Linked DNA regions of Mus musculus: region 2 is linked to region 1. Evidence: chromatin contacts called from public HiChIP or PLAC-seq data. All regions are on one chromosome and are shown on one strand. Each heading gives the region's core, a stretch centred on a gene start, on an enhancer-like site or on the middle of the called end of the contact. The rest is flanking DNA. Distances are from core to core; before and after follow the strand shown.

Evidence for each region. HiChIP or PLAC-seq counts read pairs in DNA pulled down with a chosen protein or histone mark.
Region 2: an H3K27ac HiChIP or PLAC-seq map of bone marrow-derived dendritic cells shows a contact between it and region 1, with 2.9 times the contacts expected there. The contact joins two enhancer-like sites. A contact is called at or near these places in 15 of 484 Hi-C or Micro-C datasets (the AML12 cell line, the C3H10T1/2 cell line, the G1E-ER4 cell line and 11 more), 6 of 115 datasets of contacts at active chromatin or transcription factors (bone marrow-derived dendritic cells, bone marrow-derived macrophages, kidney and 3 more) and 1 of 9 other capture datasets (embryonic stem cells).

The regions. Positions count from the first base shown.
Region 1 is chr2:103,149,304-103,156,418 of GRCm38.p6, reverse strand. No RefSeq gene overlaps it. Among named protein-coding and RNA genes, the nearest start is that of Gm13869, 57 kb to the left of the region's middle. Within about 2 kb of position 2,983, at least 17 of the 459 cell types and tissues checked have an H3K27ac peak or open chromatin away from gene starts, as enhancers often do. A contact at or near this core is called in bone marrow-derived dendritic cells and microglia, where this site is marked.
Region 2 is chr2:103,337,419-103,344,533 of GRCm38.p6, reverse strand. A930006I01Rik (RIKEN cDNA A930006I01 gene) reads left to right here. Exons shown (of 3, transcript NR_040332.1): 2 at 2,504-2,634; 3 at 3,984-5,933. Among named protein-coding and RNA genes, the nearest start is that of A930006I01Rik, 32 kb to the left of the region's middle. Within about 2 kb of position 2,778, at least 9 of the 459 cell types and tissues checked have an H3K27ac peak or open chromatin away from gene starts, as enhancers often do. A contact at or near this core is called in bone marrow-derived dendritic cells and microglia, where this site is marked.

The DNA of each region.
Region 1 (7,115 bases), core at 1,734-4,233:
GTGAGACTAGGCCGGGGCCTACCAAACACATAAGTGGATGTTCACAGTCAGCTATTGGATGGATCACAGGGCCCCCAATTGAAGAGCTAGTGAAAGTACCCAAAGAGCTAAAGGGATCTGCAACCCTATAGGTGGAACAACATTATGAACTAACCAGTTCCTCGGAGCTCTTGACTCTAGCTGCATATGTATCAAAAGATGGCCTAGTCGGCCATCACTGGAAAGAGAGGCCCATTGGACACACAAACTTTATATGCCCCAGTACAGGGGAATGCCAGGGCCAAAAAGTGGGAGTGTGTGGGTAGGGGAGTCGGGGGGAGGGATGGGGGACTTTTGGGATAGCATTGGAAATATAAATGAGGAAAATACCTAATAAAAAATTGTGTGCATATTTGTGTCTGTGTGTGGATATGTGCATGTGAGATAGTTGTTCACAGAGTCCAGAAGGACATGATCAGATCCCCTACAGTCAAAGTTACAGGCTGGTGTGAGCCACTTGTTGTGATTTCTGAAAACTGAACCTAGGTCCTCTGCAAGAGTGTACAATGCACTTAACCTCTAAGCCATCCCCACTGATTTTCATTTGTTGATCTTACAGTTTTGTTAAACTCACCTATTAATCTTACTGCCTTTGCAAAACAAATTCTTTAGGATTTTCTCTATGCATGGTCAAATTGTCTTATATCAAATAGTCATTATCATTTATTCTAATTTCCTCTGAATATTATAAATTACAATATCTATTGTGGCTTCTGAGTAGCCATCAAAAAGCACCAACAGTAAAAAAAAATTTATAAATAAAATTGTATTTCATTAAAGTTAAAAATATATGTTCACTTTATGACACTGCTAAGAAGATATGAAGACAACCAGGGGGTCTGCACTGGTTTACCTTGGGTGCAAACACTGCAGCCAGTCCCACAACACCCAGAGGAGGCTTCACTCCCAAGTACTCTAGCACACCCAGGATTTCAGGATCAGAGGTGAGTAGGACACAACATCTGGTCCAACACCACTGGGAATAACTGGGACCAGCAGGACCCAGAGACACAGGAACTCCACCTGACCAGTGGCTTGGGTTCCTTCCAGTCTGCTCCAGTTTACCTTGGGTGTGAACTCTACACCCAGTCCCATAGCACCCAGAGGAGGCTCAAATCCCAGTCACTCTAAGACAACCAGGATCCCAGGATCCCAGGATCCCAGGATCCGGGGAGCTTGGTCACGCCAGGATCTCAGGGTTCAAGAGGCAGCTTGACTCCCAGGAACTCTGACACACCCAGAATCTCAGGATCATAGGACCTCAGAATCACAGAATCACAAGACAACTGGACTATGAGGAGTTCTGACACAACCAGGATTATAGGAAGGATAGACAGCCAGGGCAGGTAGCACTAGAGATATTCAGATGGCAGGAGGCAAGCATAAGAACATAAGCAACAGAAACCAATGTTACTTGGCATCATCAGAACCCAATTCTCCCACCTGTGTAACAAGTCCTGTATGACCCATCACATTGGAAAAGCAAGGCTCAGATCTAAAATCACCTCTCATGATGATGATAGAGGACTTTAAGAAGGACATAAATAACTCTCTTAAAGAAATCCAGGAGAACATAGGTAGAAGCCCTTAAGGAGGAAACACAAAAATCCCTTAAAGAGTTACAGGGAAACACAACCAAATAGGTGAAGGAAATGAACAAAACCATCCAAGATCTAAAAATGAAAATAGAAACAATAAAGATATCATGAAGGAAGACAAACCTAGAGTTAGAAAATCTAGGAAAGAGATCAGGAGTCATAGAAACAAGCATCACCAACAGAATACAAGAGATAGAAGAAAGAATCTCGGGGTGGGGTGGGGGGAGCAGAAGAAACCATAGAAACCATTGACACAACAGTCAGAGAAAATGCAAAGTGCAAAAAGCTCCTAACCCAAAATATCCAGGAAATCCAGGACACAATGAGGAGACCAAACCTAATGATAATAGGTATAGAAGAGAGCAAAGATTCCCAACTTAAAGGGCTAGTAAATATCTTCAACAAAATTATAGAATAAAACTTTCCTAACCTAAAGAAAGAGGAAGGAGCTAGAGAAAGTACCCAAGGAGCTGAAGGGGTTTGCAGCCCTATAGGAGGAACAACAATATGAACTAACCAGTACCCCCAGAGCTCCCTGGGACTAAACCACCAATCAAAGAAATCACATGGTGGGACTTGTGGCTCTAACTGCATATGTAACAGAGGATGGCCTAGTCAGTCATCAATGGGAGTCATCACAAGCCCTTGGTCTTGTGAAGGTTCTATGGCCCAGTATAGGGGAATGCCAGGGCCAGGAAGAGGGAGTGGGTAGGTTGGGGAGAAGGGGGAGAGGATATAGGATTCTCAGAGGGGAAACCAGGAAGAGGAAACATTTGAAATGTAAATAAAGAAAATATCTAATAAAAATATATTAAAGAGAGAGAGAGAGAGAGAGAGAGAGAGAGAGAGAGAGAGAGAGAGAGAGAGAGAGAGAAAGGCCCATGAACATATAAGAAGCCCATAGAACTCCAAATAAACTGGACCAGAAAAGAATTTCCTCCCATCACATAATAATCAAAACCAAATGCACTAAAGAAAGACTATTAAATGCAGTAAGGGGAGAAGATTAAATAACATATAAAGGCAGATCTATCAGAATTACACCAACCAGGAGACAGTGTTAGCCAAAGTGCTGACAAGGGACATATATTAATATCTACCTATCCACCTAATCATTATAGATAGGTATAGGTAGGTAGATAGATAGATAGATAGATAGATAGATAGATAGATAGATAGAGAAGAGATGACAATACTGACATCTCCAGACAGTTGGAAAAGTAGTCACCCTTTTGTACTATGAGAGCGGAAAATGCATCTCATGTGACATTTGAGCTCTGACATCCTCTATGTTGATCCCACACTAATTCTCACTTCCCATTATTTCTCAATAGGGGATTTCACACTTAAGATCAGTGTCTCCCCTATTGAAACATACCTGGTTCCTTCTCACCAGGAGCACATGTAGTATGCTGTGTGCCTAAAGGACTCATGTAAGTCACACCTATTCTTCACAGCTAATTAAATTCCTAGTTTCTGTTTCCATGTAAATCTTTGATTATTGTCTCCAATCTATAAAACAATATGACCTATTGCAATGCTAAAATTTAGTCTGTTTATTTTTTAAATTAGGAGTTATTTCTTCTTCTTAAATAGATCACATATATTTTAGAATCAAAAATTGTATTTTATTTCCTATTGCTACCACTGTGCATTCTGGTTTACATATCATAGCCGCACACTAGCTACCTGCTCATTACTAATAGAAGTGAAAGTCCCATGACCTATTGAGATAAAATTGGACAGAGATACAATAACATATCATGAAATTATCATGGAAAAAATGTCCAGGCAACATAGCAAGACACTGTCTCAAAAACAAGATGGACAAAGGGGAACAGTTTTGAATAGTATTAAATGAGCATTAAGCAGGTGAAAAATGTTCAAAATCATTAATCATTGAATAAATTGTAATAAAAACAATATGAGATGTCATCCATAACCACTAGTATTGCTATGATCACAGTCACAGATAGTGATAATTGTTGCCTAGGATACCACAATACAGTCTTAGGTATGACTCAAGAGAATTGAAAACAATGTATGAAAGGTTACATACACATGTTCACATCAGAGTCATCCATTCACACTCCACAGTGGAAACAGCCCAGTATCTGTTGCTGTTGAATGAGTAAACATGATATGGTAGACCTGGGAAACAGAACATAACTCGACAATAAAAAGGAATGCAGTACCGATAAATGCTGCCACTTAAACGAACCTAAAATCCAGCTACATGGGAGCAGACAGCCACACAGAACATGTGGCCTGATTCCAACTATGTGAAACACCAAAACCAGACCAATTTGTGGCAGAGTGGACATTGTGACCACCAGGTTCTGGAAGCAAGAAGGTGGGGTGGGTGTAGCCAGAAAGCATTTCCAAGATGAGAACCTCTGAGATGGTGCTGGTGGCTGCACTCTGAACAGACTTAAAACTGAACTTTGCACTTTTATAAATTACATGGTTTATACATTTAACCTAAAGCAATTAAAATCAGAGTAAATTTATTTTAGTTTTAAATAAGATTCACTATGTACATAGGTCAGGCTGGCCTTGAACTTGCTATTCTCCTGCCTCAGTTTCCCAACTGCTGGCATTATAGGCCTGTGCCACCACACCTGCTTGGAGTCATTCTTGACTTTTCCTTTTCTTTTACACTGAGTGTGCAGTACATGAGAAAATCCTCCTGGCTTAGGCACTTTTAAGATGTGTCTTGAGTGCAGCTACCTCTTGTTTCTCAGGTCTTCACTCCCTAGTCTAAGCCACAGTCTCCATGAACTTCTACAGCATCCCTACAGGCTCCCTTTGCATTTACCATGTCCTCATTCAACCTCAATATCATACTTGCCAGGATACCTTCAAACCTGACAGGTGGTAATGTTATTCTTCTTCTCAGAGGTATGCAGTGCTTAAAAATATAGCAGAGAATAAAAGTCCTGGTCAAATCGATACTCTCAAGAGATCAACTGTAAGAAAAGAAAGAGATGGAAGGAGGCCTGTGGGTTAAGAGTGACAAGAGGTGTTAGGGCTTTGGTGAGTGGGAATGATACATAAGATCTGGGAATAGAACATTCAGAAAACAAGAAAGCAACTACTAGAAAATGCCTGCACAAAGGGGGAGATGGAGCGTACAAGCAGGATTCCGGAGAACCTCACATTTTTAATTCTTGATCTGGAAGGAATTCAAAGAGTGCATGTAACTTAGTATTTCGCTGAGGTATCTATTTATTTCATGTGGTTTTCTGTGTCTATATTTTTTAATAAACCAGTCAAAAGCATACACTAGGGCCTGGGGAGATGGCTCAGTGCATAAAATGCCTGACAGGCAAGCATGAAGGTGAGAGTTCAGCTTCTCAATACCTACATTAAAGCTAAGTGAGCAACTGGGCATGGTGGCCTGGCTGTATCCCAGTGACCTGAGAGCGGGAGGGTAGGGATCCCGGGTAAGCTGATGCGCTAGACTAGAAAAATAGAGCTCTGGGGTTAGTGAGAGACCTTGTCTCAGTAAATTAAGTGAAGAGTGATCAAGGGAAACACCCAACATTGATCTCTGCCTTACATACACTCACACACACACAGAGGCATACACACACACACACACACACACAGAGGCATACACGCACACACAGGCATGCACACACACAGGCATGCACACACACAGACACACACAGGCATACACACACACACACACACACACAGGCATGCACACACACAGACACACACAGACACACACAGGCATACACACACACAGACACACACACATAGGCATACACACTCACACACACAGACAAGCATGCATACACACACAGAGGCATACACACACACACACACACACACACACACACACACACACACACAGAGAGAGAGAGAGAGAGAGACAGAGTGGGGTGGAAAGTCCTTTACAAGCTTTCACACAGACACACACAGACAAACCAACATGCACGCACACACAGACCGACAGACAGGCATGCATACACACACACACACACAGAGAGAGAGAGAGAGAGAGAGAGAGAGAGAGAGAGAGAGAGAGAGAGAGAGAGAGAGAGAGAGAGAGAGAGGAGAAAAGTCCTTTACAAGCTTTCTCTCAGTTCATTCACTTGCTTCTACTGTCCTGCCTTTCTTCATTCCACTCAGTTGCTCTTCCTTAACATTCCAGGCATATTGCTCCAGCTTTTCTCTGTCTAGACAGCCCTTTGGCTGTCAGTCATTTGCTCGGACCTCAAGTTTCTTAGTGTGCTGCTGCATACCAGACTCCAGTGAATGTGACCACCCGTTCTTACCTTAAAACACTAATCTGTTCACCCCGTCTACTTTTTTTCTGGGTCCTGTATAACTTTCTACCCCACAGACCTCACATTTTCATTGAGTCCAGGTCTGGGGCCTCTCACTGCTACAGCTGCTTCATGAGAGCAGAATAGAGCTTGATTTGTTTTAATCACTGATATGACTGATGAAGGGGAAAAGACGAGGTTCAAGGAATAGCCCAGTGGTTAAGAGTGCTTGCTTTTCTTCCAGAGGCTCTGGGTTCAGTTTCCAATACCCACATGGTGGCTTACAACTGTCTGTAACTACAGTTCCTGGGGATCCAATGCCCCTTTCTGACCTCCAGGATCACAAGGCACACATATGGTACATGGACAAACTTGTACTCATATACAGCAAATAAACAATCTTTTTAAAAGAGAGTGACAATAGCAAACCAAAAGGCCTAATGACTCGCACGTGAATTGTGGGGAACTGCACAGCCAATAGATGGCATTTAAGATGTTTTATATTATGCTACGGTGTTGGCAGAAAAGTGTGGCAGAAAGCCCCACAGCTCTCTAGACCCCAGGAGTTCATGAGTTGTGTTCTCAAGCTAGCCTCTCTAGTTAGCTCAGAACGGGAATGGAAGATGGTTCCAGCAACTCTCCACGTCCTCACATGCTCTGGGGTTCTGAGAACACCACATTTTACCAGGCTCAGAGACAAGTTGTAGTCCAAACCTCTACCTGTTTGGGCTATATGGGTTTATGCAAATTCTCTGGGCAGCCAGGAAGAACTGGCCCTGCAAGTGGACAGTCAGTATTTATTCAGTTAATTCACAGGCGCTAAAAGTCAGCACACTGGGCTGAATTATGATGTGAAAGAAGGGGAAATATAAGAGCTTTGTGGGAAGGCAATGTGGTTCCCAGCAGGAAGCCTGTGCTCTACAGTCAGACTTTCTAATGCGATAGCATTATAGTCATATCCGATGATAAATGTAGATATTCCCCCATAGTGGCTGGATATATGCATGGGTGAGTAGGAGCTGTGCTAATAGAGGTATACTTTATACAAACCTCATATCTTCTATTTTAATATGGAATGCTATGTTTGTAAATGTCCCCTGCAGTGTTTAACTTCCTTCTGCTTACACTCCATCCGAGTCCGAAGGACCTGGCCATCACTGTTTAGTAAATCATAGCAGCAACGGGACCATTTCCCATGAAG
Region 2 (7,115 bases), core at 1,529-4,028, 190 kb before region 1:
GCTAGGCAAAATTAGGAAGATACTACAGCCTGAAACCCAGTCATCTGCATGTAACTACCATTAGAATGTTGGCCTTCACTTTGTCATTTCCTTTTATCAAAATGGTTTTCTCTTGTGGAATGTAATATTATGTACACCACTACTTTTCCTTTTTGGATAATGATTTTTAACTCTCCCCTAGGAAATCTTTTCCCAGAGTTGTGAAGAATTTGCCTAAACCCTTTTATAAAATGTGTATGTTAATAATCCACCTCCAAGCTGATCTCTGTGTATGGCAGATAGAAGAAGGAACAAGTTCTATTTCCTTTTCAAATGAATTTTCAGTGACAACCAAGCCATGTTCTCTCCAGCATTTCTCAGTTTGACCTTTTCTCGAAAACTCTGTTGGCCACACATGGGCGGATCTCTCCACTGGTTGCTGCTGTGATCCAGCAGTCTGTCTGCATGCTGTCTATAAAGGAAGAGGCTATGCTTTTCTGCGAGGTATCTGCATGCTGTCTATAAAGGAAGAGGCTATGCTTTTCTGCGAGGTAACAATGAACCTCAACAATTCACGGATAAACTAATTTTCCCCTTGGCAGATCCCAGGAGATGTATCATGGCACATGGCCTTTCCAAGGTGGAGTCAGCACTGTAGGGAGAGCTCTCCATGCAGGCTACAGACTGGAAATGGTCCATGGGCTTCACTGACTCATCGTGCAAACATCATCCATCATTCCCTTCCTCTTACAGTTCATATGTCATAACCAGTCAGGGAGCTCCACCCACCTGCAAAGGGCAGTGATGTGCTGGCTGCCATGTGCCTGGAAGGGGAGGATGCTATTGGAAAACACGAGTGACGACTGTCTCCATTTATTTATCCCTGAATGAAAATGACAGTCTTAATCACTACAGTTTAACAGCAAGATGCCGCAGCCGGTAGAGCAGGCCCTCCAACTCTGCTTTGCCTTCTAGAAGGTCACGGCTTGCCTTGAATCTTGGTAACTCTGTATGAATGTAAGAAAGTGGTTACGAGCTTTCAAAGTCTTTTTAGGAGGTGGGAGCTAGATTTGTCTCAGCTGGTCAAATGCTTGCCATACAAGCATCCAGGATCTGCATTCAGATCTTCAGCATCCATGTAAAGATCTTGCCCTGATGGCCTTCTCATCACTGGGGAGATAGAGACAGAGACTTTCTGGGGACATGCTGGCCACCGAGTGTAGCCAGTTGGTGAGTTTTTCAGGTTCAGTGAGAGAATGTCTCACAAGAATACATATACATGAACAACATTAGGCAGAATGAGTTGGTTGTATTCATATATTTGTAACAACAATTAATGAAAGAAGGGGCCATGAATTTGAGAGACAGCAAGGAGGGGTTTGGAGTGAAGAAATGGAAGGCTGAAACAGTATTATACTCTAATCTCAAAAAAAAAAAATTAAAAGAAGTAAACGAAATAAGAAAAAAGATTCAGAACAGATGCAGAGACCCGCAACCAAGCATTAGGTGGAGCTCAGGGGAACTCCATGGGAGGGGGAAGAGGGAGGATTGTTGGAGCCAGAAGGAGTGGAGGGGACCATGAGAACATAAGAACATGGCTCACAGAATTAACTAGGCAGGGATCATCGGGGCTCACAGACACTGAAACAACCACAGCACCTACTTGGGTCTATGTTGGTCATGGTTGTGTAGCTTGGTGTTCTTGTGGGACTCCTAACTGTGGGAGCCGGGTGTTTCTGACTCTTGCCTGCTCTGGGACCATTTCCTCCTATGGGGTTGCCTCCCTCATCCAGCCTTGATCTGAGGTTTGTGCCTAGTCTTATTGTAACTTGCTATGCTGCGCTAGGTTGATATCCCTGGGAAGCTTGCTCTTTTCTGAAGGGACCCAGAGGAGTGGTTTGGGGGGAAAGTGGAGGAGGGGAGCTGGGGGAGAGAGGGAGGGAACTGGTTAGAATGTGTTGTACGAGAGAGAGAGAGAGTCCGTTAAAAAATACTTACATGTATAAAAATAAAGAATTATGTAATAAGGCAGAAAGTGATCAAGATAGACACCCAGCATAAACCTGTGGCCTCCACACTCAGACACACATATTGTGAGACACACATGTCTTTGAGATCTTATCTGACACATAGCTTCACTGAGAAAGAGAATTAACATTTAAAATAGGGAGTGTTTTAAACCAATAGCATGCGTCTTCATCTTTTGACCCTGGTCTTTTTCACTTCCTCTTGAGAATGTTCTGTGTTCTGGATAGGAGCCTTGCATGCAGCTTGTTAAAAACTTCCCTTCTTTTTTTAATATTAAAAAATTTTTCTTTATAAATGTTTGTGGTTGGTATATAAGCATATGTTCATTTTTCTTTATTGACTTTGCACCCAGAAACATTGTGAAAACTATTTTACACTTATTTTGTGTGTGTGTGTGTGTGTGTGTGTTTGAGAGAGAGAGAGAGAGAGAGAGAGATCCATGTCTGGAGGTCAGAGAACAGCTTGTAAGAACTGTTTTTTTCTTTACACCATGCAGGTTTCGGTGATCGAATTCCATTTATCAGACTTCGCAGCAAACCTCCTTACCTGTGGAGCCATCCTGCCTGCCCTTGGGAAACTTTTGAATTATAAAAGTTGTCTATGGCTTTTCATGGATTTTTGATGAGGGTAAGAGTATGACCTCTCCATCCAATTGACATCGAGATACCTACAGGCCTAACCCCAGACCTGTGGCCTAAGACCAGGCCTTGTTAAAGAGCCCTCCTTGTCTGATAAATGTGGTTCTCACTACTCATCAAAGAAACTTCCCTTTTCAGCAGAAGCTAGCTTAGAAAACCAGCTGTGGTTTTCTGTGGTCAAAATAAAGCAAACAAATGATGGTATGGTGGCCAGCCCCAATGGATACATCACTAACACAACTCCCACACCCAAAGCTCAAGGATCTCACCAACATCATGGGAGATGGGACAGAAAGAGTGTAAGAACCAGAGGACCAGGAAATCTGCTGTGAGATTGTGTCTCTTAAAAAACAAACAAACAAACAAACAAACAAACAAACAGGAAGGCTTTACCCAAGATACCTCAACAATATGGCTGTCTAAAGAAGACCCCAACAATGACAGTGTGAATAGGCATGCTAGCATGGAAGAGGGAACTCTGATAGGGCCACACCCCTGAACAAAAGACTACAGATAACTAACAACTGCCAAGAGAGGGAGAGTTAGTCTTCCCCAGGGATAAGCCCCCATTATAGTTGTTCAATACTAAATGGTCAACCCTGAAATCATATGCATACAAGCATGAGTAAATGGACTCAGCAGATTACATTTATGTATTTATGTACATGTATGTTATACATATATGTATGAGTATATGTATATGATGTATATGTATGCCATAATAATAATTATCATCATCATCAAAGTAAAACAGGTGATGAATATGAGAGGGAGCAAGGGAGAAAAAGAGGGGATTGGAGGGACAGGACACAGCTGGAGTACCTGGAGTGAGGAGCGGGAGGAGGGAAGTGAGGTAACTATGCTTAAAACATTTTTTTAAATTATTGAGGAAAAAGAATATAATCCACAAAACAATTCTTATGTCTCTATTTTTTCTTTCTTTTATTGTGTATGTGTATGTGGAGGTGTGGGTGTGGTGCGTACACACATGTGTGCAGGTGTGAACACCCATGCATGTGTGGAGACCAGAGGAAGACTTTGGGTACCCTGTCTATTACGCCTTAGTTCATTGAGACACCGTCTCTCAAGGAGCCTGATCTAGGCTGGCTGCTGGCTAGCTTGGCAATCTTTCTGTCTCCACTTCTCACATTGGTGGAGTCACAGGTGCCACAGCCATGTCTGAGTGTTAAGGATTAATCCGTTTTTTTGTTTTTTGTTTTTTTTTTAACACAGGGATTCAAGCTCAGGCCCTTATGTTTATACAGCAGGCACTCCTTCACCCTGAGTCGGCTCCCCAGCCTGCCTGTCTTTATCTCTTGTTCTTGTCTCACCCTGTAGATGCTGCTGAATAGAGACCGGCGAGAACCAGCCTCCTTCTTCTACTTGAAGATGCAGAGGGAACATTTTCAAAGTTCCTCCTTTGAACTCATTGTTCAGGATTTTACTGTGGCTACTGAATAGCAGATTATTAATGTACCTTATTTTTCCTAATGTCCAATAGCTTTGCATAGTAAGCCATATGTTGAATTTTAGCAAGTGTTATTTTTCTCCGCATGTATTGAGCTGACTCCTTAGGCTCCTAGACTCACAGTGGGCTCTCCCCTGACAAACCCCTTCGAAGTGGGAAGTAACACAAGTCTAAAATGTGTTTGATACATGGAATCACTGAGCACTGTGGCTCAGGGGCATAGTATCCTGGGGGTTGTCAGCTGCCCCCTGGCCATCCTGGGGTGACTGGGATCAGCCTCATGGCTGCTGCCTAGAGTCTTCAGTGTTTTGCTGCATACTGCTAACCCAAGAAAGGTCAAAATTCAAAATGACAAGTGCAGTTTCTGCTAAATGTGTATTACTTTCACGCCATCAAAAAGTTGAAAAATCATGGGCCTGTTTTGTTGCCGTTGATATACTGGTTTCCAGTAACAGGACATGTATAGCATCATGCATCCTAGTATCCTGGAACAAGTCAGGTTTGCACATTGTGGATTTTCCCTTTACATATTGCTAGAGTTGGTTTATAAATACTTTGCTTAGCTGTTTACACCTGTGTTTACATGTACAATTGCCCTGTGATTTTTTTCTCTCACCCTATTCTTTACTGGATTGTAGTATTGATATTCTAGTTTCACAAAATAAAGAAGGGAATATACCTACTTTTGCTACTTTTTGGAAAATTTTGTACAAGATTGACATCAAATCTTTAAAAATTTAAAAATATCTGGTTGAGCTTAACATTCGGTGACAAGTTTATTTTAAATTTCAGATTTTCCAGTTTTATTTTTTTTTCTTGTGCTAATCTTGGTAAGTAACATTTCCTTGAGGTTTATATTCCTCTGCATTTTGAAGTTTATTGGCAGCTGTTTGTGATACCCTCACGACATTCCGCAAATGTCTCCAACAGACGCAATACAGCCACTCTTCCTCTGCTGACACTAAGAGCGGGGGGGGGGGGGGTGTTCCCCTTTTCTGTCCTGTTTTGTCTGAACAGATTTATTGCTTTTATTAGTTATTACATTTTTATTATGTTTATTTATGAATTGATGAGGGGTACACCAGGCACACACGTGGAGGTTAGAGCACAGCTTTTAGGATTTGGCTCTCTCCTACCATGTGGGGCCAGGAGATTGGGCTGAGGTATTGGGAGCTGGCAACAAGCTCTTTGACTCGTCTCAGCGGCCTCTTTATCAGTTATTTTAAAGAACCAAATTCTGACTTTTAAAAATCTTCTCTATTATCTCTTTTTTCTTTCAGCATTGCTGCTAACATTCTTTTAGGGGAAGACCTAAACAATGTCTATCTCTCCTCTGAAGGTCCAGGCTACTGCCCAAGATACAATGCTACCACAGTTCATCCTGGGGGAAGCAAGGAGTTTTTTAGGCTGCCGTACAGCGAGTGGGCAAGCATGTGCAGGCAGGAACACGGATGGTTCTAAAGCAGCCTCTGGGAGGTCTGCATCCCGAGTGATTCCCCCATGGCTGTGTACTTGGCATGCCACTCTTCAGGGAGTCCGTCCTTGGCTACAGAATGCTAGCCCCTCCCTGAGGCCATATGCAATCAGGGCAGAACTGTATACAACTGGTTGAGATGAGTGGCTGGATACCTGGGTGAGGGCCCCTGACCTTCTCCACCCTCCTCCCATGAAGGAGTGTCAGCAGTAAGCATTTGCAAGTTGAGTTCACGAAGGTGGTGGCAATTTGCCTTGGGGGACAGTCCTGTAAGACATTTCTTTTTCTTGAGTTTAGTGCACATCAGGACAAGACTATTTCACTTCTAAACTCTTCTAGAACTCCTATAAAAAGCACTGTGTCCTCCTGTATCCTTCTCATCTTTGTATTTCCCACTGTCCCATCTCTCCGCTTCATTCTGGGTAGCTTTGACCTCCCCCTCCCCAATGTTCTTTGCACTTGTTTTGAATTTGTTATTAAACCTACCTGTTGAACATTTTGTTTTGGCTATTGGGACTTTAAATGTTACAGTTCTAGAATTGTTATTACCGTTGGTTTGCACCAGGACCTTCCACACGCTGGCCCATGCTCTGGATTTGGGATTTCTTTCTGGCTCCTTTAATTCACAGTTGTTGTCTCTCAGTTCATGACTCATTACTTGCTTGAACTTTGTGATGGTCTGGTCTCATAAATGGCTATAAGGGGCAGTATGACTTTTGTAAAACTTACCCACATTTCTTTTATGATATTTGTTATTCTTACTTAGATATTTTTCTCCTTTGCTGTACCTGCAGTTCAAGGTTCATCAAGAAGATTCTCAGTCTAATCCATCTTTGCATTTGTCAAAGTGCTACCTAGAACATGGAAATATAAGTGACAGATTTTAGTTCTCCTTCCTTCCTCCCTCTCTCCCTCCCTCCCTTTCCTTCCTTCCTTTCCTTTACTTCCCTCCCTCCCTCCCTCCCTCCTTCCCTCCCTCCCTCCTTCCCTCCCTCCCTCCCTCTGCCCCCTCCATCTTTTTTTTTTTTTTGAGACAGCATTTCACTATGTAGCCCTGATTGGCCTTGAACTCACTCTGTAGACCAGGCTGGCCTCCACTCACACAGATCTGCCTGCCTTTGCTGGGATTAAACTGTGCATCGCCATATCTAGCCTCTTCACTTTTTGTTTCCGAGTTCAAGCCATCTAGGCCTCCATACTGTTCCCTAAAATAAAAGATGGCTGCCTGGGGTGGGGGGCCGGAGGGAGGGTTTGCGCTCCCTGCTCTTCCTGTCCAGAGTATCCCTCCCAACGGGTGCCCATCTGCCATCTCCAATTCTCTGACCTCTGATAGCACAGTGGTCCCTTTCCCCTCTGCTACTCTCTGCCACTCCCTTCTTTATCTTACTTCACAGCACTTGGCCACTAAATGAGAGAATATTGCCAGATGCTTCTATTTGATTATTATCTGTCTTTATGGCTAGTTTATAACCTCCTCTTAGAGGGTGGTTCTTCTGAGTTCTTTTTACCAGAAAGTTCCCTGTTTTTG